Linked DNA regions of Sus scrofa: region 2 is linked to region 1. The links are chromatin contacts, called in public HiChIP or PLAC-seq maps. All regions are on one chromosome and are shown on one strand. Each heading gives the region's core, a stretch centred on a gene start, on an enhancer-like site or on the middle of the called end of the contact. The rest is flanking DNA. Distances are from core to core; before and after follow the strand shown.

The links. HiChIP or PLAC-seq counts read pairs in DNA pulled down with a chosen protein or histone mark.
Region 2: a contact with region 1 is called in an H3K27ac HiChIP or PLAC-seq map of skeletal muscle. The contact joins the promoter of PRSS23 here to the enhancer-like site in region 1. A contact is called at or near these places in 13 of 47 Hi-C or Micro-C datasets (alveolar macrophages, brain, embryonic fibroblasts and 7 more) and 1 of 2 datasets of contacts at active chromatin or transcription factors (skeletal muscle).

Annotation. Positions count from the first base shown.
Region 1 is chr9:20,427,760-20,434,697 of Sscrofa11.1, reverse strand. The region is part of intron 2 of ME3 (malic enzyme 3); the gene reads left to right. Among named protein-coding and RNA genes, the nearest start is that of ME3, 58 kb to the left of the region's middle. Within about 2 kb of position 4,282, at least 10 of the 83 cell types and tissues checked have an H3K27ac peak or open chromatin away from gene starts, as enhancers often do. A contact at or near this core is called in omental adipose tissue and skeletal muscle, where this site is marked.
Region 2 is chr9:20,599,455-20,606,392 of Sscrofa11.1, reverse strand. It overlaps PRSS23 (serine protease 23), which reads right to left and starts at 2,717. Exons shown (of 2, transcript XM_003357231.3): 1 at 2,492-2,717. It also overlaps a transcript of ME3 not described here.

The sequences.
Region 1 (6,938 bases), core at 3,033-5,532:
CTGGCACAGAAGCCTGGGCCTCCCAGTTCCCCAGTTCTGCAGCCACAGAGAAAAGGCCAAGTAGATTTTGGAGCCACCAAGCCCAGAGTCTTGAGTCCCCCAGGCTGGGCCTCCCGGGGGCCTTGGAATGGAAAGTGGAATGTCTTTCTAGCAATCTCAGTTGTCCTGCCCACCTTTGTGCCCAGCGTCCCTCACTGGGTGACTCTCTGATTTCCACATTTGCTAGTTTTACTCATAATCTTTAGGTCTCATTTAAATGTCCCTTTCTCCTCGCAGTAACAGGAATCATGTTTCTTTGAGCCCTTGAGGGGTTTAGTTTCTTGTTGATCACTTTCTTTATTATGAAATATTTCAGACAGAAATTATATAAAGACTTTCTATGGAACAATCATTCAGCTTGAGAAATGGAACAAATCCATTTGATGCTTGCTCCCTTCCCCTTGGTGACTTTGCAGTCCCCTCCCTTTTGCCGCCCCTAATATAATCACAATCATAATTTGGGGATTCCCATGCGTGTTTTAACACTTTTATTACATATGGATATACTTTTTTGAAAGTGTATACTTTATGTTTTATTTATTCATTTTTTCATTCATTATGTTTTTCTTTTTCTAATTTCTATTCTTAAATTATAGTCTTTTTGCGTACATGGAAATCTTTGTTAGTTTCATTTTTTTTTTTTTTTTTTTTTTTTTTTTTTTTTTTTTTTTTTTTTTTTTTTTATTTATTTTTTTTTTTCTATTTCTTGCTATATAGTTCTTTGTCGGCTGTACATGGAACAACCATCCAGCTCTGTACGTCAGCCACGTTACAGGCAAATGGTAGATAGCATTCAGCTTCCTTATTTCTAAGGTAGGTTTGGTGGATGTATTTGCCCTCAGAGGGTTGTTGTGAGGACTCAATGAGTTAATACATACCAAGTGCTAAAGTAGGACCTGGCACTTCGTAAGTGTTAAATAAATGTTAGCTACTATGATTATTTCTTCACTTACTGTGTTTCATGAGTTATCCATATAACCCACTTAGTTTTACACCATTCATTTCAGTTACTATCTATAATATTCCATTGTATTCGTAAGCTGAGATGTACTTCTCCATGCCTCTGCTGATGAAAGTTTAGTTATTCCCAATTTTTACTGTTGTAAACAATTTTGCAGTCACCATGCTGGCGTGTCTCCTTGTACATGGGCAAGTTTTCTTTTCTGGCTTCATATAAGTGAAGAATGTGGAATTGCTGGTTTATATCTTTTATGTATGTTTAACGCACTTCTGGCTAGTGTTTTGTGTGTGTGTGTGTGTGTGTGTGTGTATGCACAAATCTTACCATTTCTAGCAGATTGTAAACTCTTAGAAGACAGGCAATGGCATTCAGTTATTCATTGATTTAACAAATGAGTACTCAGCACCCATTCTAGGCAGCATACAGGTCTAGGTGACAGGATGTAGAGCTTAAATGACATGAACTGTCTCCCAGGGCTCTCTGTGCTCTGGAAGACTCAGGACACATGGAATCAGATTAGTGATCATTCCAGAGGGGATGCATCCCCTGAATATTCATGATGGACCAGACGTTATATGTACACTCTCCATCAAGCCCCTCATTAATGGCACTACTGCTGGTTGGGTGCCTGGGACTAGTCATTACTCTTGATGAGTGCAGTGTCCTCCAATGAGAAAGCACTATTTTAATGTGTTTAAGAGCATAGCCCGGAGTTCCAACCACTAGCATCACCACATGTGAACTGCATAAACTTACACAAAGGATTTAACTCCTGTAAGTCCCTGCTTCCTGATCTGTAATTGGGGTAGTGACAGTATTTATCTAAAAGGGGGCTTGTGAGGATTACATGAGAAAATGCAGGGAACTTATTTAGCACAATGCCTGTCCCATAATAAGTGCTCAGCAGTTGGGGGCTGTCATGATGACTGTACTGCTGCTCTCACTCATGAACCCAGAGACACGTGCCACTTTAGATGTCAGCACATTAGGAAGCTATTCCGAATTTTTGCTTTTTTCATTGTGCTGTGAAGCATCAGCCTATTACCTAATTTGAAATTTTAGAATATTACTAGTAACTACCTCTTCTGTATGAATGTGTATTCATGATTTGGCTGTACAGGCTATATTTGATCTCAGCCAAACATTACTTAAAGAATGGGGTTTTGTTTTGTTTTCCGTTTTTTTTTTTTTCAACTAACAGATTTGTGCCTAATTAACAGAAACACTCGGTAATTCCTCGTGTGTCCCTTGACACCCCTCCTCCTTTTTCTGGACACAGGACAGGCTTCCAGACCCAGAAGTTCTGCTGGCAGCTGCACCCTTGAACCTCTAGAGGGAGCTTAGAGGGTATTTGAGTACATTGCTGTGCCTCTAGGCAAAACTGCATTTAAATCATACCTGAAAACATCACTCTCGTGAGTGGATTCTCAGAGGAAAATTCCAGGATCATTTTCCAAAATAGATTCAGATGCTGCCCACATTGCTTTCACCACATGCATACTTAATTTTCCTAGAATTAGCTTTCATTTCAGAGTGGTCTCCAGCTCCCCACAGTGGCCCCTCCTAGAAATTTTTTCCAAAATGAAGCCAGCGTGCAGGGACTCTGAGAGACATAGAGCCTTATCTTTTGGCTGCTTCTTTGTCCCTCTGTAAGGAAAAGGCATAACATTTCACAAATAATGAGCTGCAGCTGAACTTGTAATCTGCTAGATCCATTGCAGAATGTTTGGTATTTTCCTTATCTCTCTAAGAAATACCTCCTGTTATTTCTCAATTTTTCTTCAGATATACCCTTGTATTAAAGGGATGTAATGCTTATGCTCAAAGTAATCAGTTCTGAAATAGAATGTATTTATGTTCTTCCCAAACAACAGCCTGTGGCCAAGCATTTGGGAAATAACCTGACAGGTACATGTGGCTAAAGGGGACATCATGGCACAATCCTCATTCTAGGGTGCAGGAAAAAATGATTTGGGGACCCTAGTCTCTTTTTGAAGGACAGAAGGCAGATGAGAGCCCTCCTGAAATACCTGAAGGGCCATCAAGTAGAATGAGAAATAGACTTATTCTGCATCTCCAGAAGGTAGACCCAGGGCATAGGAGCAGAGTTTACTGCAAGATCCACTGTGCTCAATGTAAAGAAAAACAATGACTTCTCCATCTCTAGAAGCACTTGATTGGAAGCTGAAGAAACATCTATCAAGGGAACTGCAGAAGCGGGTGGGAAGGACCCTCTTAGGTCCCTTCCACCTCTAAGATTCTGTAAATCTCTATGGGAAGGACGGACACTCCTGGTTTGCTTTCTTTTGATGATTTTGACTTGACTTTGAGGGGTTATTTTCACCTGTGGTGAAGAAACTATGTCTCTTAACTCCTTGGTGTTAGATAGTACTATGGAATCGAGGAAGGAATGACTAACAGTGTGCATGGTGGGGAAAGGGAGAGAAGAAGGGGTTAGGGAAGATTTCACAGACCTGAGAACACCAAAGGATGAGAGGAATTAGGGGAAGTTTGGGAAATTCAAGGCAAAGGGGTGCGAAAATAAGAGTTCTTGGTTTATTTAAAGCATGATGTGTTTTCTGTCACGGCTTGGCTTGGAGCTGTAAGGGTAGAGTAGAGATTAGTTAGAAGGGGTGATATTCAAAATATTTAATGGCCCATATGGTGTGGATTTAAATGAGTCAGAACAAAGGCCAGCCATTTCATGGTGCTGCTGGAAAACCAGGTAAATATGAGCCCAGTCAACAAGTCTGAAAAGTGATTTTTGACCAGAATATCCCAAATAACGTAGCGTAATTACATTTGCAGTTTAGAAAGATCACTCTGTCACTCAGAGGGGAGAGTGGATTGCTGAAATTCTTCATGAATGTGAATGTAAGTTGAACACAATTTATCCAGAAAGTTTTAGTGTAGCTATGCTACGCTAAACCATAAACCCAGTTATGAAAAATAAGCCTATCCCTCAGTCCAGAATAATAACAATAACAACAGAACGCACAGTGCGCCAAAATGAAAATCAAGCTGCTGGTTTACAAGAACTGTAACCCTATCTCCTGCTCTTGTTGTCACTGCCAGACTGGTTTTGAGGCAAAGCCCGGTTTGGCATTGACCACTGAGTGAATTTGCTGAAAACAGCAACCTCGCATGTTTACACTCCTTTCTCCTGGTGACACATGGATTAGAAAAAGAAATAGGATGATTAAGAAAGGAAGAGTAAACACCAGATAACCCCAAACCAGACCAGTGACCTCCAACTCAAAACCAGTTGACCAGCTGAAGTCATTACACCACTCCACTGAGATTGCTCCATTTTTCCTTACAGGAAGAGGCATCAGCACCAAGGGCCATCAGTTCCCATTGTGGGATGGTGGACTTTTCCATCATCCGCATGTGAGAATGTGAGGCCTGAGCAGCATCTGGTGAAGATTAGTCCTGGAGGTTGCCTTGTCAGGGATATTGGGGGTGGGGGGGCTGTCAAGCTCACTAGACAAGGAGAAAGCCTGTGTAGTAGGATGTCAGAGCCCTGAAAGGGCCCCGAGAATAGCCTCAACAAAGGCTGACCGCTGATGGCTTCTTTAGGGCTTCTTCAGGGTTCCATCCACATGGGACTTGGGTATGTGGCTGTAAGTGGCCAGAGATACCCCTTGCCTTTTTTGTCCACAAAGAGACCCTTGGGAAGGCGTGTCCCTGAGACATTTCTCCAACTCCAGCCCAGGAGGGAAGTGTGTACCTGGAGCCATGTATGTGACCATGGACAGGTGACCTCTTTGAACCTCAGTCTCCTCCTCTATAAAATCGGTTCTCACTTGTGGAATTGCTGTGGCCGTCTCATGAGATAATAGACTGCAAGGGATAAATTGATCTTTACTGTGTAAGTATCCCATGATATTGCTGTTATTGTGCTTTTCAGATGAGCTCAGAGAGCTCTGGGGATGGGGGGAGAGGTGGGGTCTTCTTCTGCTGTGTGGAGTGGACTCCCAGATCCTTCTCTAGGAGGGATGCCTGTGGGCTTTGGAAGCTGTTAGTTGGTAGGGTAGAGAAATAGTCAAATGTTTCTGGACAGTTGTGGGAGGACTGTGGGTTGGAGAAGGGAGGTGAACTCAGGGAAGAGAAAATCATTGGAAGAGTCCTGGAAGCAGGGGCTTGAAGTGAAACAACGATGGATCTTGGAGTTACAGTCTGAGTTTGAACCCTCGCTGGCTGCTCCCTCTCTCGCTATATGATTCAGGCTAGTTATTAGTCTATTCTTCCTGTAAAACAGGCGTCACTTTTATAAATCTATTTTTAAGTGTTGTTACAAAGACTTAAAATAATGTAGTAAAATAAAGCCTGAATAGTAAACATCAATGAATAATGACTATTAATAAGGACCACTAAATTCAATATAACGCAGCAGAAAATACTTCTTCATGCAAGGACCGATCACTTATATGTGGAATCTTTTTAAAAATGTTGAAGAGGTAGAGACAAAAAGTAGATGATGGTCGCCAGGGGCTGGGGGTGGGGAAAATAGGGAGAAGTTGGTAAAAGGGTACAGACTCTCAATTCCAAGGATCTGAACTAAAGTACAGCACGGTGCCTGTGGCTGATAACTGTATTGTAGGATTGAAACTTGCTAAGAGAGTAGAACTCAGGTGTTCTCCAACATATACACGAAAGGTTCAGAATATGAGGTGATAGATATGTTAATTAGTTTGGAGGGAATCCTTTCACAATATGCATGTATATAAAATCATCATATACACTCTAAATGTATTATAGTTTTATTTGTCAGTTATACCTCAGTAATGCTAAAAAGAAAATACTGCTCTGGAGTTCCCTTCGTGGCTCAGTGGTTCATGAACCTGACTAGGATCCATGAAGTTGCAGGTTTGATCCCTGGCCTTGCTCAGTGGGTCAAGAATCCGGCATTGCTATGAGCTGTGGTATAGGTCATAGATGTGGCTTCGTCCCACGTTGTGGCTGTGGTGTAGGCCGGCAGCTGTAGATGATTCATCCCCTAGCTTGGGAACTTCCATATGCCATGAGGGTGGCCCTAAAAAGCAAAAAATAATTTTTAAAAAATCAGTTAAAAAAATTTAAAAAAAGAAAATACTGTTCTTAGAGGAACTGCCAGGTCATAGACTGAAAGGGACTCTGAGCTCACCTGGGTTACTGGATAAGGAAGCTGAGACCCAGAGAAGCTGGCCCAGAATCATACAGATATTGGTGGCAGAATTGAGCTCCCAACAAGTCTTCAAAAGGCAGAGTCACTTCCACTCTGTCATGTTTTTAAGGTGCTTCCCAGGAGCACCCCCTGGTTATAGGGCTCAGATTCCATGACTCAGAGCATTTCCAGCCTCTGAGCTGAGGTCTTGTGGAGCTGCCTGTGCTGATGCTCTGAGGGTGGCAGAGGATACCAGGTTGGCAGACTGGAAGCCATATTGGCGTGGGGTCACATCCCCAAGTCTTTCTTAGAAGAGGGGGAGCCGCCGTAGGGTTTTAGAGGACAGAGCAACAAAATCAGACTTGTGTTTGAGAAAACTCACTCTAGCAGTGCTGTGAGGACACCAGGCCTGGCCCGGCCTGCCCAGGGCAACACCAGTATTTGGGTAACAGCTTGTGAAGTGCTTTCGTGCATGTGTCTTGGGGGCTATTCCACTGAGCACTCTGATTCCTTGGGACAGATTCTCATTTTTCTCATTTGATCCCCATAGCAGCTCTCAGAAGAAGGCAAAGCAGATATCGTCACCCCCATCCTACAGATAAGGAAAACCAAGGGGCAGAGCTAAAGCAGCTTGTCCGAGCCTGACTGGGCATGAAGTTGGGTGCTAGCTCATTCCAGCACATTCCCTGTTCACCACCCTGGGTTACATATGTGTAACCATGTGACTAGAAAGTCTCCTGCTCCAAATTAAATCAAAATACATTGAAGGCAGGAGACATAGTAGATGCTCGA
Region 2 (6,938 bases), core at 1,468-3,967, 170 kb before region 1:
TGCTGGTGTTCTAGGTGTCATCTGTGCAAGATGTGTGACGTCCCCACTGACTTTATGCAGAACCCTCTGGAATGTGTTCTGAGTCACTCTGCCAGGGACACCCACAGGATGGAGTTTGCTTCCCAAACTCTATTTGCTCCCACATTCTGGAAGATGTTAATAGACCATCCATGAAAAAAAGATGGTCAGATATGCATATTAGCACTCTAGATGCTCTGAGAAGTCCTGAGTGAAGAAACCTGCTTACACTCACTTATTTCTAAATTACCGGGTCTTATTTGACCACGATTCTTTTTTCCAATAGGGTAGTAACATGTCACAGAACAGTGGCGTTCTATTGGGCACAGTTTGAGAAAACCATCCATTAGCTTATCCCACTTCTAGGAGTAACCACTTCTGTTCCCGATACGTGGTTCGTGCTTTTTTGCCTCATTGCCTTTGCTTGTATTTGAAACTGTTTCCTTTGTATCCACTTGTCTCAATTCTACTTTTTTAAAAAAATTGAAATACAGTTAATTTACAATATTGTGTTAATTTTAGGTGTATAACATAGTAATTCAATGTTTTTCTAGATTATACTCCATTATAGGTTATTACAAGATAATGGATATAATTCACTGTGCTATGGAGTATGCGCTTGTGGCTTATCTATTTTATACACAGCAGTTTGTATCTGTTAATTCCATATCCCAATTTGTCCCTCCCCCTCCCCTTTGGTAACCACCAGTTTGTTTTCTGTGTCTAAATCTATACATTAAAAAAAAATTTTTTTTTGGCTATGCCCAAAGCAGGTGGAAGTTCCCAGGTCAGGGATTGAATCTGCGCCATAGCAGCGACCTGAGCTACTGCGATGACAACACCAGATCCTTGACTCGCTGCATTACCAGGGACTCCTAATTGTATGCATTCTTGAAAGGCCTAACAGGAGCTCCCTGGTGGGTCAGTGGGTTAAGGGTCTGGTGTCATCACTGCTGTGACTCTGGTTTAACCACCTGCCACAGGTGCAGCCAAAAAATAAAAGTAAAAAGGCCTAACACTCTGTCACATGCTCTGCAAAGTATTTTTTCCTTTTATTGGCCTTCGATTTCCCATAACACTTTCCACAGCTTTCTCATAGCCCTTACACTGTTACTTCTTTTATTATCAGTATACCTTTCCTCTCCTCCACCCTTGACTCTCCAGTCTGCATCTCTTTTGCGGGATGTGTCAGTCAGGATCTTAACAGAAGCCCAGTTTGCCCTTAATTGATTCAAATGAAGAGACTTTCAGGAAGTGGCTAGTCCTGGAGATGAGGACAGGGTGGAGGAACAAGCAAGGACAGAGAGCACCCAGGGCCCAGCAGCGGGGTCCTGCTGTGGGCACGGGAGGGAGGGCGAAGGGGCACCTGAGCGCCCAGGTGGGGGGCCTGCTGCCAGGAGTTGCTCCCCTATGGACCCATACAGCCATTGCAGGAAACTGGTGCCCAGGAGGAAGGGAAGGAGTGGGAAAGAAATGCCTTGATCTCTTCTCCTCCTGCCCGCTGATCTCTGGAGCCTGCCGAAGTCAGCTCCCAAGGGAGCCAGGCTGTGCGGTGGGTGAGGCACAGGGCAGGGCAGTAAAGGGTGGAGATTGCGGGGGGGCAAAGAACCAGCACACTGAAAGAGCCCCCGTTTCCTCATTCGCAAAATAGAGTAGTGCCGGTACCCTCCTCCCAGCGTGATGGTGATTAAATTAGGAAATGTGTCAAGGGACTTATGAACACATATGCTTCCTTGATTCTACTCATTAGCTACTTACCCTGTTATCATTATCATTATTTACAAGACCACTCTTGGGATAGCTGCTGGTGTAAGAACTGACTGAAGAAGGTATCATGTGTTGGTTATTTTGTAGCTCTTACACATCCAGCTCAAAGCACTGTGCAAGGCTCCAGATAGATGCATTTGGAGGCGTTGGGGAGCCCTTTTGAATAAGCGTAACAGGAAAGCTTGTATAGCGGTATCAGCCAACCTGACCTTGAAAACAGACCACAAGGCGCTAAACTTGAGACTTACTTTTAGATTCCAGCAGATTGTTTGGGCAGTTCTTAGACACAGGCCAAGGCCTCTAGTTTTCCTTTGCCTCCGTAGAGGGGAGAGTTAATGAAAAACAAGCCAGCTCACCAGGACTAGTGCTGCGTAGCCGTCCTGGCAATGACAGTGATAGTGATTTTTCCTATTTTGAAACAAAGTAAGGACGGCCTGCCCAAGGTTGAAAGCAGGAGGGTTTGTGTCTATAGACGTGATTGGCTTCCTGCTCTTTCAGAACACTAACCTGGTTTATTTCAAACAATGGTCACCAGGCTCCTGCTTCCTTGGGTCCACAGATTAGGGAAACCACAACGGTCTGTGTTCTCTTCACTTCAAAGCCTGCAGAGCGCCCTAGAAAGCCAACGTTCGGCCTGATCCCAGGGGTGGGGGCTGGGACCAGATTCAAGGGTAGGAAGGGGGGTGGGGGGTGAGGCGGGACTTACCCACATGAAGGCAGTGGATGTCAGAGCTGAAGGCTGCTCAGAGGCCCTCCGCTGCAGCCCGTGCTCTTGGAGGAAGGGCGAGCCCCGAGGGTGACTGCTTCTGGGGAGCCTGTCACCCTGACAGAGCCATGAAGGTTACACTGGGAGGGCCACGGACACCGCGCTCCAGTACTGACACCAGCAGCTGCAGCTGGGGACTCCCTTGAAGGAGGAGTGACTTTATCCGGGTTTCCAGCAGACTAAAATTAGTGACAAGAACACTTAGCCCTGAGATCTTGTGGGATCGGTTAAGTTGTTGTTCTCATCATTGTTTCTGTCCCTGAAAAATCAAGACCGAACTGTTAAGCAATGGCCCTAAAGCTGCTGCACCCACAAGCTTCATGCTCTCTGAGTGGGCCCCAGCCAGGGTTCTCTGGCTTTTCTGGACCACACAAATATTTTGTCCCTTAACTCAAGGCTGACTGAGGCCCTGTTTGGACAACCCATGCACAGCCAGAGTGAAGGCTTCCTCTCCACCTGAGCAGGGGTTCAGTCCATCACCCAGAGGGATAATAGGTAACAGAGCAGTTTGGGGGTTATGCTGTCAATTAAACTTAGCTCCACCTGGTGATGTGACATGATATTCTAAGATGACATGATATTTTTTGTTTTATTGTTGAAATGGAAAAGGCCCCTAGCTTCAATCCAGGAAGACCCAGGAAGGCCCAGCCCAGTCCTCAATTGCTGTGACCTCACAGTTGTACAAATAGCAATATTGGCAAAGCGAGGTTATCCAAACCATCTTCTCTTTCAGGACAAGAGATGGCAATGTCTCTTTTTCTCTCTACCATTTTTTTTTTTAAAACAGTGTAATAAAATCAAACTATTAAATCCTGAAACCCCTTTCTTCAGGAAAATTAAAAACAAATAAATGACAAGTCTTTGATTTGTTGGGCCACTTTTTGAAAGGTTGATAGCTGCCTTGAAGGCAAACTCCAGCCTTGGTAGCAGCCCTCCAAGCTCAGTTCCCATTGTAATTTTATTATCAAAACTTTCATCCTCCGCCCAGTGATCCCAAAGCTTCAGGGGACTGAAGTTCACTTAGAGGGTGAGTATTCTTGATCTAAGCTTGTTAGGGATCAACGTTTGTATTGACTCGAATACCTGCCTGACTGGAAGGAAAAGCACGAGTGAGCCAATAAAATTGTTTTGTGTAAAGTTATAGTTTAAAAAGGGTGGTTTTGTTGGTGAAAGTATTTATAGCATTGGTATAAAGTTCATCTTAACAATAATGGCCATTTATTATCTACTGTGTACCAGACCTTTCCCACTACTTCTTACATTGGAGCAAATGACTCTGAGCAGTAGGAACACATATCCTTCTATTAACTGATAAGAACCCAAGGCTTAACTAGGTAAATAACATTCCCACTTTGAAGTGCTGGAGAGGGGATTCAAACCCAAGACTCTCTCCCCCAAATCCATATATCATAAAGTTTCCTGTATAGTTTCTTTTGGGATGATTTCAGACACAATAACGGAAACCCTTGACTTACTCCTGCTTAAATGACAATCAGGAAATTGAGTATCGCACGTCGAGAAGTTCAAAGATAGAGTGGCTTCAGGTGAGGGGCACTCAAGGCTCCAGCCCTGCCTCTTTTGGCTCTGCAGTTGTCACCTGCATTTGTGTCCAGGAGGAAAAAAAAAATCTTCTCTCCCTCTGTCTCTCTCTTAGGAGCAAGACAGTGATAGTTCTCCCCAGCCCTTTCTGCATATCACAGTGGTAGGAATTCAACAGTCCTAAGTACTTTGCTAAATCAATCACTGGCAAGAGATGAAGTTATCTTTTAGCCTAAGTAACACAATAATTGGAAGAGCTCTGAACTCAGGATCGGAAACCTTGGGTTTTGGTTATGAAAACTTGCTAGTTGCTCAGTTTTTCTTCGCCCTTACCTTTTCCTTATTGGTAAAACAGGGCTGATGAGTCCTATCATACTGATCTCACAGAGTTGTAAAACAGGAATGAAGTAATGTCTGTAGAAGTATTTTGTCAGCTCTGACACATGATGTAAATGCATGTTATGGGCTTCTATTAATATGGTTCAGAGAGAACTATTGGTCATGAGACACTTTTTCAGTTATATTCATATGTGTGGCTTAATCATCATCAAGATGATCATTTAGGATTTTTAAGTTTTTGCTGAAGATTTGCCTGAATTTTACTTATGTGTCGGAAAATTAATAGTGCACAAATAGGAGAAAATGTGAAATTCAGTGTCTATCGTTATGAACTCCAATTGTATCAGTTTATATGTGGGTAAGATGTTTGTCAGTTATTTTTTACTCATCAAAGAGCTAGTTTCCTACGAATCTGTTAAACAATCTTTCTCATCCCTTCCTTTATACCAATTCAATAAATACATATGGAATATTACCATGGGGGAGTGGATAGGATACACACTTGAGAGAATATGAAACAGACCCTGTCTGAAGGAGAGTAGCCACCTAGGGAAGAATTCTAGAGAGGAGACTAGTTAGAATATATCCACAAGTAGCTATAATAAAACGTAGAAAGATAAGAGGAAGTGACAGGTAAAGTCCCAAGGTGTGAAGACATAAAGGCTGTAAGAATTCAGAAGGTTCCCAGCCATGGGGTTAGGAAAGACTTTAGGACAAGGCTTCATTTGACCCAGGAGTTGGAAGATCTGGACCTGGGAATAGCTAGTTCACCTTGGCTCTATGTCAAACTTGCTCTGAACTTGAATACTCAGAATGCATACTCCTGGGGAGTTTCTGTTGTGGCTCAGTAGATGAAGAAGCTGACTAGTATCCATGAGGATGCGGGTTTGATCCCTGGCCTCACTCAGTGGGTTAAGGATCTGGTGTTGCTCTCGCAGATGCAGCTTGGATCCTGCCTTGCTGAGAATGTGGCATAGGCTGGCAACTGAAGCTCGGATTTGACCCCTAGCCTGGGAACTTCCATATGCCACAGGTGGGCCCTAAAAAGACAAAAAAAAAAAAAAAAAAAAAAGGAATGCATAATTCTTGAGAATAAATCACATGAGAGCTATATATAGCAGAAAATAATACTTGGAAAGGTAGAGATTGCAGCTAGATAGATGACAGAGGAATTGGAATACCAAACTAAGGAAGTTGACTTCACTCAGTAGGTGTGAGATAATAGAAAAAAAAAGTACACATTGCTCTCTGCCCCTGGTTTCTAGCACAGGGCTCCTAAAACACGTGCTATTTCCTAAGTGATACAGCACCAGGAGCATCGTATTTTAATATTTGGTCTTTGACCCTGGTTCCTGACACAGGGCTTCTGAAACCCTTATAATTGCCTGAGTATTAGCACTGTCTTTTGTTCTGATGACATGACTTTGGCGGGGCTCCTGGATGGCTCCAAGGTGGGGGCTAGTCACCAGAAAGAACAAGCCAGGACTAGAAACTTGGAATTTTCAGCCCCGCCCCCATTCTCTTGAGAAGGAAGAAGGGCTGGAAATAGAGTTAATAATTGCTCATGTCTACGTGAGGAAGCCTCCATAAAATTGCAAAAGTGTGGGGTTCAGAGAGCTTCTGGCTTGGTAAACACAGCCGTGTTCTGGGAGGGTGACACACCCCACCTCGAGGAGAACAGGAGCTGCTCCTCTCAGGACCCTCCCTGACCTCACCCTCACTCATCTCTTCATCTGGCTGTTCATCTCTGTCTTTTACCATGTCCTTTAACAGACTCGTAAACCTAAATGTTTTCCTGGGTTCTGTGCCATTCTAGCAAATTAATCCAACCCAAGAGAGGGTCATGGGAAGCTCTGATTTGTAGCTGAATTGGACAGAAGTTGTGGGTCACCTGGGGAACTACTGCTTGCAGTTGGCATCTGAAGGGGGTGGGGACAGCCTTGTGGGACTGAGCCCTTAACCTGTGGCATCTGACGCTATTTCCAGGTAGATAGTGTCAGAACTGAATGAAAGGGTGGGACACCCAGCTGATGGGGAAATGCCTTGGTCTGAAGAAAACCCCTCCATGCATTTGGTGACCAGCAGTGTCAGAAATGAAGTGTCTGTGTGAGCGGTAAAGGGGACACAAAGGGGAAAGACTGTAGCTTTAAAAAAAAAAAAAATTTACATATAGTTGATTTACAGTGTTCTGTCAATTTCTGCTGTACAGCAAAGACCCAGTTATACATTTATATATGTTCTTTTTTTCACATTATCCTCCATCATACTGTAGCTTTTTTCATTCAGTAGGCAGTAGAGTGAGTGCTGTCAGGATATCTGTGCTTTATGAGGATTAAGTGGGAAGCTTCTGGGAAGCGAGATAGGAGAGGGAAAGTGGAGGCTGAGAGCCAAACTCAGAGTTTGCATGTTCAAGCAAGAGGTCATGAGAATCTGACCTTCCACGCATTGGCATGGAGATAAGCCAATGGATAGGAGATATTTTGGGTGGAGAAACTGTAGGTTTGGTCGT